4 separate regions of the Mus musculus genome follow, and regions 2, 3 and 4 are each linked to region 1. The links are chromatin contacts, called in public Micro-C and promoter capture Hi-C maps. All regions are on one chromosome and are shown on one strand. The core of a region is the stretch at or near the end of the contact, and the rest is flanking DNA. Distances in the headings are between cores, read along the strand shown. Region 1 holds the start of Mcur1 (mitochondrial calcium uniporter regulator 1). Region 2 overlaps Gfod1 (glucose-fructose oxidoreductase domain containing 1). Region 3 overlaps Gm40929 (a long non-coding RNA gene). Region 4 overlaps Gfod1 (glucose-fructose oxidoreductase domain containing 1).

The links. Promoter capture Hi-C pulls out the DNA fragments that hold promoters and counts their contacts. A called contact is a pair of places that touch in the nucleus more often than the background predicts.
Region 2: a Micro-C map of embryonic stem cells shows a contact between it and region 1, with 3 times the contacts expected there. The contact joins the enhancer-like site here to the promoter of Mcur1 in region 1. A contact is called at or near these places in 1 of 15 datasets of contacts at CTCF or cohesin (large pre-B cells), 1 of 484 Hi-C or Micro-C datasets (embryonic stem cells), 5 of 115 datasets of contacts at active chromatin or transcription factors (acute myeloid leukemia, effector CD8 T cells, embryonic basal ganglia and 2 more) and 1 of 9 other capture datasets (macrophages).
Region 3: a promoter capture Hi-C map of pre-B cells shows a contact between it and region 1. The contact joins the enhancer-like site here to the promoter of Mcur1 in region 1. A contact is called at or near these places in 18 of 39 promoter capture datasets (3T3-L1-derived adipocytes, the C10 cell line, the HPC-7 cell line and 11 more), 1 of 15 datasets of contacts at CTCF or cohesin (large pre-B cells), 49 of 484 Hi-C or Micro-C datasets (B cells, CD4 T cells, CD8 T cells and 38 more), 18 of 115 datasets of contacts at active chromatin or transcription factors (the HPC-7 cell line, acute myeloid leukemia, bone marrow-derived macrophages and 14 more) and 1 of 9 other capture datasets (liver).
Region 4: a contact with region 1 is called in a promoter capture Hi-C map of hematopoietic stem and progenitor cells, with 2.3 times the contacts expected there. The contact joins the enhancer-like site here to the promoter of Mcur1 in region 1. A contact is called at or near these places in 2 of 39 promoter capture datasets (embryonic stem cells and hematopoietic stem and progenitor cells), 4 of 115 datasets of contacts at active chromatin or transcription factors (effector CD8 T cells, large pre-B cells, memory CD8 T cells and 1 more) and 1 of 9 other capture datasets (adipose tissue).

What each region holds. Positions count from the first base shown.
Region 1 is chr13:43,557,794-43,562,916 of GRCm38.p6, reverse strand. It overlaps Mcur1 (mitochondrial calcium uniporter regulator 1), which reads left to right and starts at 2,726. Exons shown (of 9, transcript NM_001081059.3): 1 at 2,726-3,148. The coding sequence starts at 2,791.
Region 2 is chr13:43,211,679-43,216,860 of GRCm38.p6, reverse strand. All of the region lies in intron 1 of Gfod1 (glucose-fructose oxidoreductase domain containing 1), which reads left to right. Among named protein-coding and RNA genes, the nearest start is that of Gm40929, 42 kb to the right of the region's middle. Within about 2 kb of position 1,645, at least 92 of the 459 cell types and tissues checked have an H3K27ac peak or open chromatin away from gene starts, as enhancers often do. A contact at or near this core is called in effector CD8 T cells, embryonic stem cells and memory CD8 T cells, where this site is marked.
Region 3 is chr13:43,188,862-43,194,173 of GRCm38.p6, reverse strand. Gm40929 (a long non-coding RNA gene) reads right to left here. Exons shown (of 4, transcript XR_873309.3): 4 at 2,578-3,133. Among named protein-coding and RNA genes, the nearest start is that of Gm40929, 20 kb to the right of the region's middle. Within about 2 kb of position 2,308, at least 94 of the 459 cell types and tissues checked have an H3K27ac peak or open chromatin away from gene starts, as enhancers often do. A contact at or near this core is called in the G1E-ER4 cell line, the HPC-7 cell line, Th1 cells and 15 more, where this site is marked.
Region 4 is chr13:43,258,590-43,263,453 of GRCm38.p6, reverse strand. All of the region lies in intron 1 of Gfod1 (glucose-fructose oxidoreductase domain containing 1), which reads left to right. It overlaps LOC115488162 (a long non-coding RNA gene), which reads left to right. Exons shown (of 2, transcript XR_003950633.1): 1 at 1-4,864. Among named protein-coding and RNA genes, the nearest start is that of Gfod1, 43 kb to the left of the region's middle. Within about 2 kb of position 1,998, at least 142 of the 459 cell types and tissues checked have an H3K27ac peak or open chromatin away from gene starts, as enhancers often do. A contact at or near this core is called in effector CD8 T cells, hematopoietic stem and progenitor cells, memory CD8 T cells and 1 more, where this site is marked.

The DNA of each region.
Region 1 (5,123 bases), core at 1,477-3,976:
TACACTTCCAAAAAGGGGCAGAAATCCTCAACCTGCCAAGGATGAGAAGTCCTGGAAATCCCACACATTGCTGGTGGGAGTATAAAAGGATGGCATCCGTTTGAAAAAACAATTCATCGCTATCTACAAGTTTCAATTACAATCATCATGTGGTTTAGCAGTTTGAGTCTTAGATATTTTCCATAAGACAGGTTAAGACATATGTCCACACAGTGATTTACTCAGGGTAGAAATAGACCACGTGTCGGCCACTAGGAGAATGGATAACTGCGTGGTCACTGTTAGTCTTACAGTGAGGTAGTATTTAATAATGAACATAGCCCTTGATGCAGCAGAGATGACTTTCACGGAAGGCATCAGACCCTCGTCAGGGTTTTATGCAGGATTCCACTTGTATGAAGTCCAAGACCCAAAGGAAACCAGTCCGTGGGATTGAAATCCAAGCCGGGTACCTCTTGTTGGGTTGGTGATTTCGGAAACTGAAAAGGAGCACAAAGGAATATTCCAGAGAAAGGAAAATGGCCCAGCATTCTTTGGGTGGTATATGCTATTGTTACCTACAATTATTAAGCATATAAAATGTGTGGGCTTTAATGTTTGCAAATTATATGTCAACTTTAAAGACTCATGTTTATGCCACTGTCCTGTGACCATGCCTCTAACAGGGTGCATTTTATCTGTTCACTTTTCCAGTCACAAATAATGGCACATAATTTACACACTCCAGCACACATGCACACGGGAGTACACACACAGACTCTATCTTTTGTATTCTACACTGGCCTTGAACTTGCTATGCAGTCAAGAATGCACGTGAACTCCTGATCCTTCTGCCTCCACTCCAGCAAGCTGGGACTGCTCCACCACATCTAGTCTTTCCTTTGTGCATGTATTAGACCAACCTATAGGAAATTACCAAATGTTCAACACTTTTGACCTATAAAAATAAAAACTCCTTATGGTCTAAACGAATAGGTTTCTAGTGTTTCTGGATTATTTCCTTCGATTACATTTTCCGAGCTGGGTGTTGAGCAACATTCATCAACAGGAAAGGCTGTAGGTGAATATTTTGTGTTACCTGCCACTTTACAAACTGATATTTTAACCTTTTAAGTGTCGGACTTGTACCTAATTTTTAAATTATTTGCATGTTGTAGTCACCTGCACCTGTCTTCCGCATCTGTTTACACACTCCTCTGCCCAGAGCTCTGCTCTTTTATTATGGGTCCCAGCACTTTCCACATCAGTTTGTCTACATTTTTTAGCCCTTAGCTAAAAAAAGAGGAGGAGGAGGAGGAGGAGGAGGAGGAGGAGGAGGAGGAGGAGGAACGCTAAGTACTGGTCACTTCAGGAACACAACTGTTAGGTCTTAAACCCAGGACAAAGGGCTAACTAAGGTGCTTGTTTAACACCTCAAAGCGGGCCTGGCCCCTGGTTCTCTTAGCATCTGTCAGTGCTTACTACTTAACCCGATCCTTGCCCTAGTCTGCCCTCTACCCTAACGTCTCCAGTCCAGGGACTGGGCTGCCCTTCTCTTAGATGCCCTTCTTCATATAATCCAACCATTTTAGTGACCTAACCCCTTTTCTCTACCCTTTAAACTCCTGGCTCGCCTCTCTCTCCTCCTACTTCTCCCACGTGACCAGGCTCAAGGTCATGTTCAACCCTCTGGACTTTCCCAGATGTCTCTTGCCTCTGGCTATGCTTTCCCTTTTCTGGCGACTCTCTCCACCAACATACTGAGGGGCAGTCTTGTCCTTTCATTTTCTCCTCTGTCCTCCTCCCTCTCTCTCTCTTTCTCCTCCCCTCTCCTCCCCTCCCCTCCCCTCCCCTCCCCTTCCTTCCCCTCCCTCTCTCTGTCCCAGCATAGTCCCTTGTACTTGTTATTCATCCATCCAACAAACTTTCTCAAAATAACACAAAGGACCGGTAACTGCAAAGTGCAGCAGTCTTTCAAAAAGTTCGGAACTAAAACACTGCCTGTCTCAAATATCTTATTATGCCATAGTCTAGTTTAACATTCATATCCCTACTACGTTTTACGTTTCCACACTAGGACCTTTTAATGTGCTCTAACCCAAAACAAAAACTGTAGTCCCAAGTGGTGGTCCATGCCTTTAATCGCGTCAGTCAGCGGGCAAGGTCTGCTTGGTCTACATAGAGAGTTCCAGGACAGTGGAGGCTACATAGTGAAACTTTGTCTCAAAAACGAAAAGCAAAATCAAAACTGGAAATTTAGCTGTGAGTGTATGGACTCTGAAAGCATAGTTCCCTATGCCCGGTAAATAAGTCCCTAAAATACAACCCTAGGGAACTTGAGATCCCGGCTAGTTAATAAAAATCTAAGCCAGTCGAGCTTGGTCAAGAACTTCTCAAAGGTCTGCGAAGGGCAAAGGAGCCATTAACATTCTTAAGGGCAACTGCGAAATGAAACTGTAAATCGTAGGAGCCGAAAGAGCAACGTGATTCTGCAGCGGAAAATGGCTAAGGCTCACCCTAGTTCCTGTCTGGGAGACGAGGTTAGGGCAGGCCACAGGCAGGGAACAGGGGCGTGGGGATGTAAAGGCGGACCCGGCAGAGGGCAAGCCTGGAGGAGCCTGGCTGGGGCGACCAGACTAGGGGCGAGGCCAGGGAGGGCGGGGACGAGGCCCGCGGCGATGGGGAGGAGGCGTGGCGACGGCGGAAAGGGCAGGTCTGCGCGGCGGCCCACGCTCGCTCCCGAGGCGACTCGGAGTCGGGGCCGCGCGGGAGCGACCTGCGTGCGCGCTCGGGCCTGTGACCCGCTCGGGGATGGACAGCGGCTCCGTGGCGGCCGAGCGGCCGAGGCGCACACCGAGTCGCCAGCGGCTCCCGTCCTCCGGCTGCGGAGTTCCGGCGCGCCCGGGCGTCTCCACGCTGCCCGGTGGACGAAGCTGGCTGAGGCCTCGCGGACGGGCGGCCCGCGCGTCTCCGCTGTTGTTCCTCCTGCTCGTGCCCTCCCCGCGCCTGGCCGCCACCGCCACTGCCACCGCCCCGCGTAGGACGCTGGCTGAGCGCTCGCGCCCGGGGCTCGTTCTCCCCGCGGCCGCGCTCGGCGCCGGCAGGAACGCGCTGGGCCGTCTGCGGCTGGGCGCCCGGCGTGTGGCCGCGCTTGCGAGCAGCCGGAGAGGTGAGAAAGGACGGAGGGAGGGAGGGACAGCGGGTCACACAGGTGACCGGGCTGTAGCCACGCCGCCAGGGCGAGGGTTCGCAGCCCAGAGCCCCGGTGTCCTGGCTCCGGATGACACGCGTACTCGGGGCTGCCCTTGCACACCTGTTGGAGCCAGGGAAAAGTGGAAAAAGTGCTAGAAGCCGGTGCATTCAGGACCGAGGGGCGCAGATCCCTGAATGAAGAGATGACATTTCGTTTTGATTCCAAACTATTGATTCATTCATGGCCCGCTGTCGCCCATTCTCTGCCTGGCACTTTACTAGCTGTTTCGGGTAATTTGTTCAACAAAATCTTTTCTTTCCGGAGCTTACTTCAAGCAAGATATGCAGCAGGTGTTTTTCTATATGACTACACACACTTATCCATGCTAATTTTACTGTACTAATTTGACAGATAGTATAAAGAAAAATAGAGGCTTTATGTTTAGACTTGAAGAACTCTGTGCGTTTAAATTGAGTGACCAGAGCTTTGATGTGTCATTTGGGTAATTGAAGGAGGCGAGGGACACCGCTGAACTGCATAAGAAAGTAAACTAGCTGGAATGTGCTCACAGTAAATAGTAGATAAAATCTTATCGCACAGGCCAATCAGCAAACGTGGCTTAATTACTTCTTGAGTAACCTGTTTCTGGCCATTAGTGGCCATATGCACCCATGCTTTGGTTGTCTGTATTTTTTTTTCTATGAGAATTACCTGCATCTAAAATTTAAGAATACATATGGCTAGAGGAGAAACTCCTAATAGTTCTGAAAAATGAAGGACGCTTTATATGCAGATAGGAAAATGAGCAGTGAGCTTTATGCCCGAGTTTTGTAGGATTGGGAGTTGGAGATCTGTCTGGTTTCTTTTTCCCATAACTTGCCATCCTGTGTGCTCTTTTCATTGGTTCTGCCTTGAGACCAGGTGAGAACTGTGTAGCCCGAGCTGGCCTCGAACTCACAGAGATCCCTCGTGCCACCTAAGTACTGGGACTAAAGACTGGGCTACCACACCCCTGCTTGCTGTAGTTTTCACAAGCTGTTGTTGCCTGCCAATGTGTTTGCTCATAATTTATGGTTTGGGAGCAAAGAAGGAGGTTCTTTCTCGTTGTGTTAGCAAGATCGTGCCGTTTTAGTGTTAGGCTCCGTACATCTTAAGGGACACAGCAGAAACACTAGGAAACTTTCGTGCCCCCTTTTAAAGCCATCAGCACTTTGCTCCTTTATTCTTGGCCCCGGGGTTGTTAGTTTGGCTTTGTGCCTGAGGTCCACAGTGGGACAGATCTACCTCAGGATGGTGTGCCTTGAAATTTTGCAGTTGGTTTCTAGCCTATTCAAGGGTATCTTTGGACTTCTTTTACAATTATGGATTTTAATACCCTTTGGCTATGGCGAAGGAAGGTCTCCAAAAAGGAGAATTACTCCTTACATTCTAACACTCCTCAAGTTAATGTCTTCCTGTTGTGATTCCTGGGAATTCAGAACTACTGGGTCCTCAATGTGACAGGGCAAGGTGGCATTCCCTTTCCTCTCGGGTTGAACTCCCATTGGCAAGTAGCCAGCCCTTTTCCTTACTTTTTAGAAGCCAACTTTCTTGAAATAAGCTTGCTATTTCTGGTTGTTTCTGGAAAAAGGAAAAGAAAAAAACCGTAAACGTGCCAACCACTGCTAGCAGTGGTGGTGTGTGGGTCCGGGGACCCAACTCAGTAAATAAAATACTAGAGCAGGAGGACCAGAGTTGAGGTCCCCAGAGCCCACATAAATACTAGGCTTCGCAGTGACCTGACTGTCATCCCAGCACTCAGAAGGTACAGTTGTGGGTGATCTCTAGCAGTATCCACGAGCTCTGGGTTCAATCGAGAGATGTTACCTGAGTGAATATGGTACAGATTGATCGGGAAAGATGCCAGACATTAATCTGGGGTGTCTACAGGCAGGCACGCATACGGTACATA
Region 2 (5,182 bases), core at 396-2,895, 340 kb after region 1:
CTGGATAGATAAGCTCGAATCTCACTACCTGGTCAACTACTTAATTTTGCAGTCCCGTTGTCTACTAAGATTGGTCAGTTGGGGTAAGGACCGTGAGTCTTTAGGAATTAGGTTCAAAAGTTGTATAAGACATCATATGTCATGGAGATCAGGTTCCATGTAGTCAGGGTCTGATTGCTAAAGTGAGGGCCTTTCTGCCCTTAACGTTGCCTCCGTTTGTCTCTACGGCAGGGCTGTAACAATTAATCAGGGGGTTATTGGCTCTCCACTGCAGACCCAGTGCTTCCTGGTTGAGGACTGTGCTGAAGGCCATGCCTGTCATCCTGATGGATATGTCCTTTTCCTGTTTATTCCATTTTGGTAATTCCTTCTGAAAGCGTAGGCCTTATCTTGGTCCATTTTGCGTTGCTACAACACAGTACCCGGAGCTGGACAGTGTGTATGGTTTGGCTTTATGGGATGGAGCCCAGTCACTGGGATGTGTATTCTTCAGGGGGATAGTGGGATAGACCCCAGACCCTTCCCCTTCCTGATGCTTTTGGTTCCCAGCTGTGAGGTTGGCAGCTTGACCTCTCCTGTTCCTGCTGCCATGTGCCACACTGGCTCAGAGAAGGGGAGCAGTTGATTGTGAGCTGAAACCTTCAAGACAGAGTCAACGCAAACCTTTCTCTTTATAAGTCACTCCCCTCAGCTCTTTGTTATGGAAACAGAAAGCTGCTAGCGAGGGAGGAGCAAGCATGGCGGTGCAGTTATAGATGGTTTGCTTTTATTCTTCTCTGGTAGTGCTTCTGTGTTTGACCTGTGTTCTTTAAGATTTTGTTTGCTGTATTTTGGTGGGAGAGGCTGAGACTCAGTTTCATGTAGCCCAGGCTGGCCTTGGACTCCCCTTGTAGCTGAGGATGACCTTCAACTCCTGATCCGCATTGTTCTTTAGGATTTAGGTTCTAGAAGTGGGGGTGGAGTGGGAGGGGCATTGGGTTACCTTTGTCTCGCTTTGTTTTGCCGACAGCACACCTCGCCTACAGTCCCGTGTTTAATACTTGTGGGGTTTAGCCTTCACGCAACAAGCACACAGCTATTCAGTGAACTAGTTGGATGATGTGGGCAGTTCTCACAAAACCACCGGTGTGGGGGTGGGGTGGGGAAGCAGAACAATTCTTCTCTAAGCTCAAGTGCGGGGGTGGGGGGAGGGTGGGGGGGGTAAGAGTCTTCTGTAGACCTCAGGTTCTTAACTTCCTAACCCCAGCTGCAAGGGGTTGAAGGAAGATACGGTGGACTTTAAGGAAGTTGCCTGCCACCACCACTTTCCAGCTGTGAAGGCTAGTCCTGGAGGATGTACTGAAGGGGGGTGGGGAGAGGGCGGCAGCAGGGGGAGGGGCGGGAGTTGCTGGGAGGGGCAAAGCAGTTTCCAGTGGCACTGTTAGCTTGCTGGTCTTCTTTACCTTTCGTTAAGGTGAGAGCACACGGGAGCAGGTGCCTGTGTAGAATTTCTCTTGCCTGTGTTATCTTGAGATTAACACGTGCCTGACATTAGACCGTCAACCTTGCATCCAACACACTCACCTTCTCGGCTCTCCCCGGGCATTGGGTTGCAGCAGTTGCTAAGCAACCAGGTTATCTGTAGCAGTTTCTGGTTGGTCAGCAGGTGCAGAAGGCGGACCAATACCACAGTTCCTATCGGAGACTTCCAGCCCTGAGATACCCCAGGGATGGAATTTGAACTCTGCTGCCTCTAAGCAAATCTGACCTCCATATCCTAGGAGATCCTTCTTCCTGGAGCTGGGGGTCTGCCTTTTGAGACTGGGAGAAATAACATGGAGTTATAAAATGATAGATTCAAACTTCAACTACGTGGACCAAGAAGTTTACAAATTCTAGAGGAGTTTAAGATGATTTATAACAAAACTCTCCATCTTCTTTTGTACATAAACCTGCACAAAACATGGTTGACTATTTTACTTTGCACCAGAGAGTTCAGGAAACTATTTATTGTGGGGGTCAGGAAGGTATTAACCCCATCAGACTCCCACCTCAGGGGTCCTAAGAGGTAGATAGCCATTGTTTTTCTTCTTTTTTTTACATCTCACTGGAACTACACTCATCTCTAAGGTCTCCTCAGAGCCAAGTTCTGCCTTTTATTATAAATTACCAGGAAGTACCTTAGAGCCTCTGTGAAACTCGGGCATGATGGTAGAGGTTAACTGGTATTGGCCAGTATAAAGCGACCTCCCTTCTAGGGAATGTTTTGCTATGGCTGGGTGTTTAGCCAGTGCTGGAGCAGTGGCCTTCTCACGCCAGTCACTGTCATGGAGTCCAGTACACATCGAATATTACATTTCTCTCCAAATGTTATAATACAGTCCTGTGACACTCAGGTGGGGATAAGTTCCTATAATTGCATTGTTTGGTGATTTTGTCATTTTTCAAAGATCAAAGAATTGGTGAACCCACACAAGCCGAGGAAGTCCAGGTCAGTCTCTCAATGGTGTGATCAGGAAATATGGGGGTAGGAGGGGTTAGTGAGAGGAAGGTGAGTGGAGGGTACCCTTCCCACCTCCCCAACTGTGGATCAGAGTGAACCAAGCCAGTGCTTCTTCACCTAACTGTCTGTATCCAGCACATCTTTGGGAATATCGTTGGTCTAAGACAGGAGCCATGTTCCCACAGGCTTTGCCTAAGCCCTTGGCAAGTCCAATGAGAGACTGGCTTTCCAGCATCCCCAGGCTGCCTTTTCCCAGGACTGTGTCTCTGCAGAGCCTCATACCAGTGAGTCCTTCCATGGAGGCAGGACTAGAGCAGGAGAGAGACTACTACAGCCCTGTTGGGACTCTGTTCCCAGGGATGGGGCCATTCACTTTCTCTATCCCTGCTTCTTTTTAAGGGGCTCACGGTATCATAGGGATGGAAAAGTATTAAAATGTCAGGCGAGGCATGGTGGGGTGTGCCTTTACTCCCAGCACTCCAGAGGCAGAAGCAGGGAGATCTTTGGAGTTCTAGGCCAGCTTAGTCTACATAGTGAGTTCCAAGACAGCCAGGACTATGTAAAAAAAAAAAAGGGGGGGCTGTCTCAAAACAAACAAACAAACAAACAAACCAATGACATTCTAGAGCCAGCAAGATGGCTGACACCAAGTTTGAGGAGCTAAGTTCCATATCTAGAACCTACCTGGTAGAAGGATAGAACCAGTCCCCGAAAGTGTCCTCTGACTTTCCTATGTGTGCTATGGCATGCATGCATGTATGCATGCACGCACACACATACAGTTTTAAAAGTGTATCCCTCCCCTACTTCCACATCTGCAGGTAGGGTCCTCCCCACCTGACACCATTGTGAGGACCACGGGCTGTTCTAGCTCTGAAGGAAGTCGCAGTGGCCATGTAAGCCCAGGCCCATCAGCTTTTAGGGACGTCTTATGCCACACTAAAAGCAGTCTGCCTTGCTTGCAAATTTTTGCAAAGAAAACAACCAACCAGGCATCTCTCTAGCCAGTGAGGGGGGCAGTGCTATCCATCTCTCTTCTCCAGTGAACAGTGCCTCAACTCTGAATGATTAGGCTTGCCAAACCTTCACCTCAGGTGGAAAACTAAGTGCTGTCCCTTTAAGAGAAAGGGCTACAGGAGAAGGAGACATTAGCTAGCTTCAGGGCTGCTGAGGGATTTTGAGTCCAGAGTCAAGTGTTTTGTAAATACCCTCTCAATATTCACTCCCCATCTTCAGTTTTTAAGGTGCTGAGCTCTATTGATAGGATATAATTATTACCAGGAGGATGGAAGCACACACCTATCCAAACATGAGCCGCAGGCTGGAGATGCAGCCCAGTCTGTAGAGTAGCCTGTTAGCATGCAGGAAGCCCTGAGATTAATCTCCAATTCCAGAACAGTATCAAAACAGTTTGTGGGTATAATCCCAGCACTTGGGAGGCAGAGTCAGGAGGATCCTACACCGGGAGTTCAAGGTCAGCCTGAGTTATATGAAACACCCTCTCCCCTCTCAACACAAATGAAACTATGAGCAGCAACCAGCCAAACTGAGTTTTGTAATGTAGCCAGAGAGTTTTTAATCAGCAGCCTCTCGTAGCTAACCAAGCCTGCTTTATTTACTAGAAGCAGCTAATGGGCCACCTTTGCCCTACATTTGTCTAGCCTAGCCCCCTCAGTGGCTGCTCCAGACAGGCAGTGATGCTTTCAAAGTCTCTCTGCCTGGGCTATGCACGGCAGAAAGTGAACTTGGCATGGGTGCCACGTGTCAAATCTTGGCTGTGGCTCACTTCACCCTCTTTACCCTCTTAGGGAGCTTGTGGGCCTCCGGTTACTGCTTCTGCACCAAGGCGAGCCTGGGACCTCTTTGGATTTCCAGACCTGTCCCCTCCTCCCGCCACTGCTTTGTCATACACTTAGTACTCAGCCAATGACTTGTTTTGGATTCCTGCAGTTCGAGCTGACTCATGCAGTTTTTATTTGCATCTGTTATTGACCTCAGCCGGCCTGGTTATGGTCATTTTCAGCCTTGGGTCAGCTACTCCCATTCTGTACTCACAGCAGCCCTTAGAAACGGGTGTAGTGACTTTAACTTGAGCAAGAACCAAGGTTCATTCCTACGTATGGAGTGGCTGGGCTTACAGCATTTACAAACCAGATCCATATCCCGTGGCCCCCACTCTTCTTTTTCCAGTTAGTCTGTTGTGTGTTGGTTTCTTAATAGGTGTGCAGGGCTTCCTCTGTCTGTCCAGTTCTGTCTCAGAAGGAGTCTAGAAAGCTAGGAAATTTTATGGTATTTGAGGAGCATTTCAGTTGCTCACACAGAGGCCAGAGGGCTGATCTTCGCTGATTGGGACTTTTGAGAAATTTTGTTAATTCTTTTACAGTCATTTATAGGAGGCAAGGGAAATAGATCACTAGAATAACAGTCCCCAATGCACCCGGGGCCCCAGCCAGTACGCACAGACCTTGATGAAGTGATACTCAAATGGAACAGCCAGACCTTTCTTAGCATCTCTGCCACCACAGCCTGCAAATGAGGTGGTGTTGTGACCGCTCCCGGTCAGCATGGCTCTCCAGCTTCCTCCGTCCCTCCTCAGGAGAGATCCAAGACTGGGCAAGCCCATGTGTGTGCCCATGCACTCCCTGCAAAAGGCTCCTGGGAGAGCAGACCACTAGCTTGGCTTCATAGTGCATGAGGGGG
Region 3 (5,312 bases), core at 1,059-3,558, 370 kb after region 1:
TGGAATCATGGATTGGGATGGCTTCCAGGCTCCTGGCGACTGCTCAATGCAATGGCCGGTGACTGCTCAATGCAATGGCCGGTTTCTCAGCATGCCATCTAGGCTCCTCATGGGTCAAGAGAACTTCACATATCCTCTCATGTCTGTCTGTCAACGCATCCCAACCCATAAACAGACCCACCTTCTAGTTTCCCTTCCTTTTTTTTTTTCTGGCAGTCTGTACATAGTGAGTTTGAGTACCTGTCCTGAAACTCACTATGCAACCAAGTAAATTTACTTGCCTCTGCCTCTCAAGTGCTGGGATTTTGTTTAGTGTTGTTTTAAATCTCATGTATTTTAGAACCTATCATGACAAGTCTGGTTGGCTCCATTTGAAAAACGAAATGACTGACGTATTTTATGATGAATTACATGTATGCAAAGTATGAAGAAATTTTATTAAGGTGGGAGAAATAGCATCGCCTTAATGTAAGCAATAAGGTCCCACTAACTGAGCCACATCTGCCTTGTTCTTTCCCTGAGTGGGAAAGGTCCCTTTGCCTGGGGCTCTCTGGACTTTGCTCCCATTGAAAGACGGTTCAAGAGATCTAGATGAGACAGAAAGGACACACCCTTCCACAGGGTTGGCGCCAAGTCACAAACACACACAGCTTTGCAGCTCGCTAGAACCAAACACTGCTCTAAGAAATCGGTGCCAGTTAAAGCCCTTCAAATGCCTTTGCCTGCTTGTTCAAGTCAGGCTTCCTTTGACTGTTATCTCTCAGTCTGCATCTGCTGGGTAAATTCCTGAGGGGTGACTTCAGCGATGACTGAGGCTCAACCACAGGTCTGCAAGATAACGCCACGGAATCTGACCTGGTTGCTTGGGCTTCCTCTCAAATGTTGTACTAATTACAGAAATACCTTTATCTGCTAATTACATACAGATCAAACCACACTCTTTCCCTCTAGCCATCTGTGAAAATAGGATAAGTCACTCAAGGGAGGCTTTCTCAGGCAATTATAGTCCCTTGGTATCCAAGGGGGGATTTGATCCAGCATCCACACATGCGCTTAAGCCCATGGATGCTCAGGTCCCCTCTGTAAAATGGAGGGTATACCACAGCACCTACACGGTCCTCCCATAAACGTTAAATCATCTCTGGGTTATTTATACCAACCCTGGGTGGGTGAGACAGCTTGGTGGGTGAAGGTCTTACTGCTAAGCCGGACAACCAGAGTTTGATCTTTGACAGATCATGGATGGAAGGAGGAGAAAGCCAGCTTTCAAGGGTTGTCCTCTGACCTCCATATGCATGTGTGGCACCCACCCACATCCCCCCAAATGTTTTAAAATACCAAGTCCAATGTCAAGGCAACGTAAATGCAGTTAAACTTATTGTAGTCTGTAATGTCAGCCCCAATTTCATGATGTTTTTACAAACCTTCAGTCAGCAACTCAAAACAACAGTTTTTACAATCAAGAATTCTTATTACAATACAACCCAAAGGCCAGGTAGTGGTGGTGAATGCCTTTAATCCCAGCCCTTGGGAGGCAGAGGCAGGTGGATTTCTGAGTTCGAGGCCAGCATGGTCTACAGCGTGAGTTCCAGGACAGCCAGAGCTACACAGATAAATCCTATCTCGAAACAAAAACAAAAAAACCAAAAACAACAACAAAACAAAAAACAAAACCAAGAGGGACCCTAAGGTGATGGGGGGGGGGTGCTTGTGTACAAAGTTAAGGCTTAGTAAAACCACCCCAAGCCACTAATAAAGAACGAAAGAGTCTCGATCAGGGCTAGGTTAGGGTAAGGCTAGAGACCCACTTGGGAAGGGTTAATCATAATTGCTTCAGATACTCCACCAGCAAGGACGAAGCAGATCTATGACCCGGTGTCATGCAGTCAGCCTAAAGACCCACTATGTTCTTGGGTTTCATCTGGGACAAGTTCACCAACAGATGAAGTGGCTTTTAAGTGTGCTAAGCTAACTTGATACTCAGGTTCCTGGCACAAAGCAGGAGACAGAACTGGCCCCGGAATAGCAGCTGTGTGGAAATCCAGCTGTGAAGGGACAACATGTAGCAGGTCACAAAGGAGGTGGGAGGGAAAAGAGGGCGGGGCTGGCCATAACAGGGACGGTAAGGGGAAGAGAGGGCAGCCGCAAAAGGATTGGAGCATGTCAAGGGTAAGAATAGATGAAAGGGAGAAAACGGATGTAAGGGCCAGAGAGCTGGGCATCCAAGATAACGGAAGGCTATGCAGATAAGCGAACTCACATGAGCTACGCGGGAGCTACGTGGGACGTGGGAGAGGAGCTATTTGCGGCCGACAGCCTTTAATCTGTGATTCAAGAACAGCCTGTATGAGGAGGACAGCGGTGAGAAAGAATGGAGGAGGAGTTTCTGCAGGAAGTTTATGAAATCTGGCTGTCCAAAGCTAGCAAGCTGTTGGCAGTTGCTGAAAGAAATGTTCTATGTCTACCACTGTGTTTTAAGTAAGTGCCATCTCTTGGGTCCCTCCTTTCTTGGTGCTTTTCCCATTTGCAAATCGCCCCCCCCCTTCAGCCTCCCCCCCCCCAAAGATACAAAAGCCTCTACTTCACCCTCTCCTGTCACCTGTCCTGGATCTTTTGGCCCCTTACCACTCAGTGTGTGCCATTTATCTTTTGGCATACACAGGGCCTCTTTGCCCTTCTCAGCAGCCAGAGAACCTGTCATTCCAGTCTCCTTTCTCTTCCTACACGAGAATGTTTCTGTGGAAGTTCCCAGCATAGCCTGCCTGACCCACAGAGCTGGAAGCTCAACAGGGGAGTCTCTGGCTTCTTATCCCTGGGACTCCCTAACCCATTCTGTGGGTCAGATCTGGATCTCCTGCCTTGCTGGATTTCCTGTGACATCCAGGTTCTCCTTTACTTTCGAGCAGCCTCTCTTTCTTGCTTATATCTGTCCGTCCATCCATCCTGCCATTGGACCCACCATGCATCCAAACCATCCATGCAGACTGAGTGCTTTTCAGTCATTTTTGTTTCCTGGTCACCTGACACATGCTGTATCCCCTTCACTTCATCTCCTGCCGATCGATGATGGGTCTCCTCCCCGGCCTCCTTAGCCTCTTTCCCTTTCCCCGTCCTCTTGAAGACATGATTAGCTCTGTAAGAAGAGATGAATGCTAATACTCTGACTCTTGGAGAGAATATGTACCCACTTTCAACAACAGACTGATGAAGAACCCAAAGCTATCGTAACATAAAGCAGCAAAGAATGCTAGGGTTAAATTATACTATAGACTAAACAAACCAGCCATTTACAGGACATTACACTCTGCTGCTTCTCACACATTTGCCTAAGACTAAGCATGGTACAACACATGACATCCAAGAGCTGTGGAATGTATATTCTTCTCATCACACAGGGAACATTGTCTAGCACAGACTACTTTAGGCCACAAAATAAGTCTCAAAAATTAAACAAGTAAAATCTTATAACCAAAGTATGTTAATACATGAAATATCACAATTAAATGTATAAGTTTATAATGTACAATTTTTATAAGGATGTACAAATAACAAGGTACACATGAAAATACTTAAAATGAGGAAGAGGCCGATGGTGAGGAGAAGTATACACCTCCTCTGTTAGGAATAGCAGAGAAATACTAGAAACTGGGAACAAGGGGAACGGTAGCAACTACAGTTTCCTACTATAAACCCTGTTGTATCACAGGGATGTTTTAAAATGCTGCCCTGTGAAGATCTTTGAGCTATTCAGTGTATGAATTTGTAACTTTATATGCCTCCTCTGTTAGTGATAGTAGAATAGTACTAGAAACTGGGAACAAGGGGAACTTTAGAAACTGTACAAGGGAACTAGGTATGTTCTCTTGAATAATTAATAGAGCAATGAAGAAATCAAAAGGATAAAAGGGTTTTTGTTGTTGTTGTTGCTTTGTCAAGACAGGGTTTCTCTGTATAGCCCTGGCTGACCTGGAACTCACTTTGTAGACCAGGCTGGCCTCGAACTCAGAAATCCGCCTGCCTCTGCCTCTGCCTCCCAAGTGCTGGGATTAAAGGCATGCGCCACCACACCCGGCAGGAAAAAAGTTTTAATTAAACCAAATATAAATACACAAGCAGGTCCCTAATAACCATTCAAGGCAGTAATAAATCTCCCTAAATCTTTCAAAAGTTACCCCCAATGCTCCCCAAACTGTTTCTTAAACTAAAAGGAGAAGGGACACCATCAAACCCATTCTATGGAACCACAATTGCCCTGATAGCAAAGCTGGATGAGGATACAAGAAAGAAGGAAAACTATGTGACAGTTTCTCCAGTGAATGAAGATGCAGAAGTTCACGATAAGATCTTGTGAGCCAAATGCAGTACTGCATTAAGATCATGCACTATGAACAGATGGCTTTGTTCCAGAGACACGAGATTGACTCGACGTACACAAATCAGTAAATGAAACCCAGCATGTAAATAAGCTTAAGGTTAGAAATTACCTGGTCATCTCACAGCAGAAAAGGCATTTGACAAAGTTCTACATCCCTTCATAGTAAAAAGCCTCCGAAGGACCAGAGAAATGGCTCGGTAGTTAGGAACACTGGCTGCTCTTCTAGGGACTTGGGTTCAATTCCCAGCACTGACATGGTGGCTTGTAATTGTTCCAGTCCCAGGGATCTAATGCCCTCTTCTGCCCCCCCACCCCCAGCACTGTATGCATATGATGCACAGATATACATACAGCCAAAATACCCATAGACATAAAAATTTTAAAAAGATTTAAAATGGCTTCAAGAAACTAGGAATAAAAAGAAGAAATCTCAACACAATAAAGGTCACACATGACAAAGCGGTAGCCAACACTAATGGTAAACACAGAGCAGGTCCTCTAATGCAGGGAAAAGTCAGGGGGTCAGTCTTGCCACTCTTTAAATATAGCACTCAAAGCCTTAGAGCGATGCTACAAGAAATACAAGGGATGCAAGTGGGAAAACAAGTCATATTATCCCTATTTGCAGAGCACACAATTCTTATATTTCAAATACTCTTACAGATTCTAAAATCAAACTCATGAATATGATAAGTGCTTTCAGCCAGATGGTAAGATACAACAGGAGAGGAAAGTAGTTTTTCTACAAAAAAAGTTGCTGAGAAAGGAATCAGGAAAAAAAGTCCACTCACAGTTGCTAAACTAACAAACAACAACAACAACAACAACAACAAAAAAAAAAAAAAAAAAAAGAAAGAAAGAAAAAGAAAGACAAACACAAACCAGCCAAATCCACCCAAACCTCTAGCAACTAACCTAACCAGAGACATAAAAATCT
Region 4 (4,864 bases), core at 749-3,248, 300 kb after region 1:
GATTGTTTAGCAGCCCCATAACTATGAATGCTTCAGAGTTCAGCCTTATGTACATTGGGAAGTGTTATTTCTGCAAGACCATGAAGGAGCAAGTGTAAGTGTCTCTCTGTTAAGCATACTTCAGGTAGTAGCCATGACTTTTGACTTCACCATAGAGTTGCTCAGCAATGCTCTAGGGACTCATGGGAATTCTGTTGGGGGATGGGGATTTGAGCCCAGAGTGGCAAGGACTGTTGACAATCATTCCAGCTCTCATATTATTTTTTGTGGACCACAAGAAACCAAGTCTCAATACAGATAGTCTGGCTTAATGGTTCTACCTAGTGATTTTTTTTTAAAAGCTTTACTATGTAGGAAGGCAGTATGCATTTCGTAAGAAGCATCCTTACAATCATGGTGTGTAGTCTTCTCCAGGTAGTGTTAAGTGCTCCGAGTCTCTCTTGTGATGCTGAGCCATGGTAGCAAACAAACAAAGCTCCTGGTCAACCCCACAACCTTAACTCTGCAGGATCATCTTTTCAGGGTCTAAGCTAGAATGTTTTCTAGGCTAGGTACCCTAAATGGTGCACTTCAGGGCTTAGGAGGCTATTTTGTTTATAAATGATTTTCTGGGGTAGGACATAAGCTCACTGTAGGCTGAGGAATGTCTTGTTGATTCCCCAGGCAATTCCTTTTTTTGCTTACAGTTTGGTCCAAGTTGCCCCCAGTTGCCCCGATGTTTGACTCTCCAAGGTCAGAAGGAATCACTCCACCAGGCCTTGTATCCCAGCATTTAAAATTAGCCCTGCTGTAGAGAGACTTTGGCTCACTCTCCACAGGCGGGGAGCTTGGTGCCCAGAGCCTATCAGAGGGACAACCAGGCTCTCATGTCCAACCCTAGGTAGATGCCATCACCTCCCATGGTTGCACTGACAGATTGTATATTCCAGGGCAGTTTAGTATCAGAAGTCACTGTCTTTGCCCGTAATCGCCCGAGGATGTGTTGAACATCACAGCCAAATATGAACAGCATTCAGGGAGGCAGCAGACACTGCCTCTCTTGGCATCTCTGAGGAAGGCTGCGTGTTGCTATGGCATTTGGAAACTTCCATTTCCTTTTTAGAATCGTTCTCAATATCCTTATTTGGTGGACGACCAATGAGACCAAAAACAGTGAGGGGGTGGGGACTTGAGCCCCGTCCCCCCGCCCCCTTCCTCCAAGTGACTAACAGGTGCAGGTGGCAGAGTCAGAGTGGATATGCTGGACAAAGGCGTGACTCACATCCTGGGTGGGATGGAGTGGGATGCTGTGAGATTTCGTCATAGCACACAATTTAAAACTCACATAAATTGTTTATTTCTGGAATTTTCCATGTAATATCTTTGGACTGTGGTTAGCCATGAATATTGAAACTGCAGAAATCAAGTTCAGATACAAGGGCCTACCATGTTTCTGTATATTCCTCCCCCTCCTCCTCCTCCTCCTCGTCCTCTTCCTCCTCCTCTTCAAGATGGAATGCACTTATCCCCTGCCTCAGGTCCTCTGTGCTTCTTCAACTAGCTGACCTTGTCTGCTGCTGAAATAGGACTTAGCTTGTGACATTGGCTCATGTACGTTGTTGCATGCACCTTTTCCCCTCACCTATTTCATGCCTTCCGAGTGACTTTGCCCAGAAGACTCGTACATACTGGCTAGAATGCATTCAGCCATAAAGAAGTAGCAATTCCTGCCATGTGTGGCGATGTGGACAGCAGACATGACCGTAGGTCCAGTAAAGTCAACTAGGCACAGAAAGAGATAGACCACCTGACCTAATGTGTAAAAACTTAAGAGTTGGGCTGGGCGTGTGGCTTAGCTATGGGGGTGTGGCTTAGCTATAGAGCTTGGGTGTGGCTTAGCTATGGGGGTGTGGCTTAGCTATAGAGCTTGGGTGTGGCTTAGCTATAGGGTGTGGCTTAGCTGTAGAGCTGGGGTGTGACTTTGCTGTAAAGCTGGGGGTGTGGCTTAGCTATAGGGGGTGTGGCTTAGCTATAGAGCTTGGGTGTGGCTTAGCTGTAGAGCTGGGGTGTGGCTTTGCTGTAAAGCTGGGGATGTGGCTTAGCTATAAGGGTGTGGCTTAGCTGTAGAGCGTTTGCTTCAGCAGGCACAAAGTCCTGCTTTCAATTCCACGAGAAAAATAAAAAAGTGAAAAACCTTTCCAGAAGCTGGGGAGAGGCATAGGATGGTTTTCCTTTCATATCTCCCAAGAAGAATTTGACGGGCCCACATTGACTCTTAGATCTCCAGGTTCTAGCACTGTGAGGCTGTGGTACTTTGTCCCAGCAGCCCTTGCCAACCATCACGTCTTCGATCTTGAATCTTCTCTGGTCCTTCCTAATGGCGATTAAATCAGTGAACTTTAAGCATCTTAAAATGCTTAACGTTCTAGCACACGGCTTCCAACAATCTTCCTTTCAGAGTTTGTTCCTCATCTTTGCCACCTAATGCTGGATGGCCCCAGAGTGCTGGAAGTTGCTTCCCCTTCGGGCAGCTAGAAGGTGAACAGAGAAATGTCTGGTGATGATAAGGGATGTGCAATAGCCGGTGGTGACATGATAAAAAGACTTGGCATGCACATGTGGTTTCTGATGGCATATCAGACTTCTGTTTCTTAGAATCCTACTTTCTTGTTCTGGTTTGAATCTGAAATGCTCCACCCCCCACCCCCACCCCCTGCAGCCCCCAACAGGCTCATGTTTTGAATGTTCATCCCCTCCAGCTGATGGCACTATAATAGGAGGCTGGGAGAGTTTGGGGAGCTTGAGCATGCATGGTAGAAGCTGTTTACTCAGGGTATGTCTTTGAAGGCCATAACTTAGTACCTGGTTCTGGCATGGTCTCTGCCTCCTGGTCGGTTATGAGGTGAATGGTTTCCATGACATATTCTGCTGCATTATACTGATGCCACAGACCCAGTCTCTCTCTACCATGTCCTTTCTAGCATGGTGGATGAAAATCTCCTAAAACCACAAGCCTAAATAAGTTCTCTAGAGAACTAGTTCTATAAAGTATGTGGGCCAGACCATGGGCAACTAAAGTACAGGGTTCCCTTCCAGACACACACATGTATATTTGCTGAGTAGATGTGGTCCACTGCCCATGGCAGGCGTGTGTCCGACAGACAGCATTGTTTAAGTAGGTCACCATGATGGGCCAGGGAGATGGCTCCATTAATAAAGTGCTTGCCAAAGAAGCACCAGGAGCTGTGTTTGATCCCCCAAACCCATGTAAAGCTAGGCACGCTGTCACACATGTGTGATGTTAGTGCTAGGGAAGTAGGGACAGTTGGGTCTCTGGGACTGGCTGGCTGGCTAGCCTAGGCTACTGAGTGAGATCCAGGCCAGTGGGAGTTCTTGTCTTAAAAGCAAAGATGAAGAATGCCTGAGGAATGTCGCCTAAGCTTGTCCCCTCGCCTCCATGGCCGTGTACATACACATGCACGCACACCTTTGCACACACACAGGTACTCACATGACTGCATACATGCACGCTCACAGAAACATTATCGTGAGGGCTGGAGAGATGGCTCAGCAGTTAAAGAGCATCGGCTGCTTTTCTGAAGGTCCTGAGTTCAAACCCCAGCAACCACATGGTGGCTCACAACCACCTATAAGGAGATCTGACGCCCTCTTCTGGATTGTCTGAAGATAGCAACAGTGTACTTACATATAAATAAATAAATATCTTTAAAAAAAATCTTGGAAGGAAGGAAGGAGGGAAGGAAGGAAAGAAGTCATTGTGAGGCTCAGATGGCCATAGCCAGACCCTTGGCTACTATTCCCCCCACTTCCTGGCCTGGTCTGGCTGTACCTGCATCCCAGGTTCTTCCTGGGCCGAATGGCTTCCTTCCTCAGAAGGCCCGTCCTTCCTGCACTGCAGCAGATTCCAGCTTCCACACAGGATGGCAGTGTCATCAAATCAGCTCCCCATCTGACCCTAACCTCACACCTTGCTTCTCTGATTCCTCTGGTCCTGCACGGCCAGTTAGCATGGCAGTTCTTGGGGCAGAGTTTTGGATGCCTCAGCAAATGCACACATGTTTGAGCTACTTATTGGTTTAGTTATTCATTTATCTAATTATTCATTTGTAAATCTATTTATTGGTTTATTTATTATTTAGGTTAAGGACAGGGTCTTGCTCTGTAGAGTTCTGGCTGATCTGGAACTTTCTATGTAGCTCAGACTGATCTGCAACTCAGAGATCCACCTGCCTTTGCCTCCTGAGTGCTGGGACTAAAGGTATGTGCCAACACACTTGGCCCATGTTTGACCATTTTGCATATAATTTGAAATAGATTCCACTGATGATTCAAGTCTTTGATAGGCCTGTCTCTGCTAGACTGGAGTCTTATGGCTGTGGCATCTTTAGTCTCTGGTTTGTGGCCTGATTGGGCCGGGAACACAGCTGAGCTTTTCAGCAAAGTGGACAGTAGGCACAGAGTCCAGCATGGTGGCTTTGATCCCCTCTTCTTCCTGTCCTCGCCCTCATCACTTCTGCTTTACCCCGTCAAGCAAACATAGCTCCAGCCTCCCTTCTGTCACCTAGCACTCCTCCCCTCCTCCTGCTTCTCCTCTTCCTCTCCCTCCTCCTCCTCCTCCTCTTGCCCCTCCTCTTCTTCAGGAAGAGTCTCATTGGAACACACACTGGCCTTAAACTCATCATACAGTTGAGGATAACTTTGAGCCCCTGGTCCTCCTCCTCACCTGCACACATCTTCTAACATGGCTTCCATTTCTGCCACTCTCAAGAGATGCTGTCTTGAGTGATCAGATCCACACAGTGGTGTGAAGCTCCAGAGGGTCACATGCTCTGCTGAGGGACATATGGACACACCTGTGGCCTGA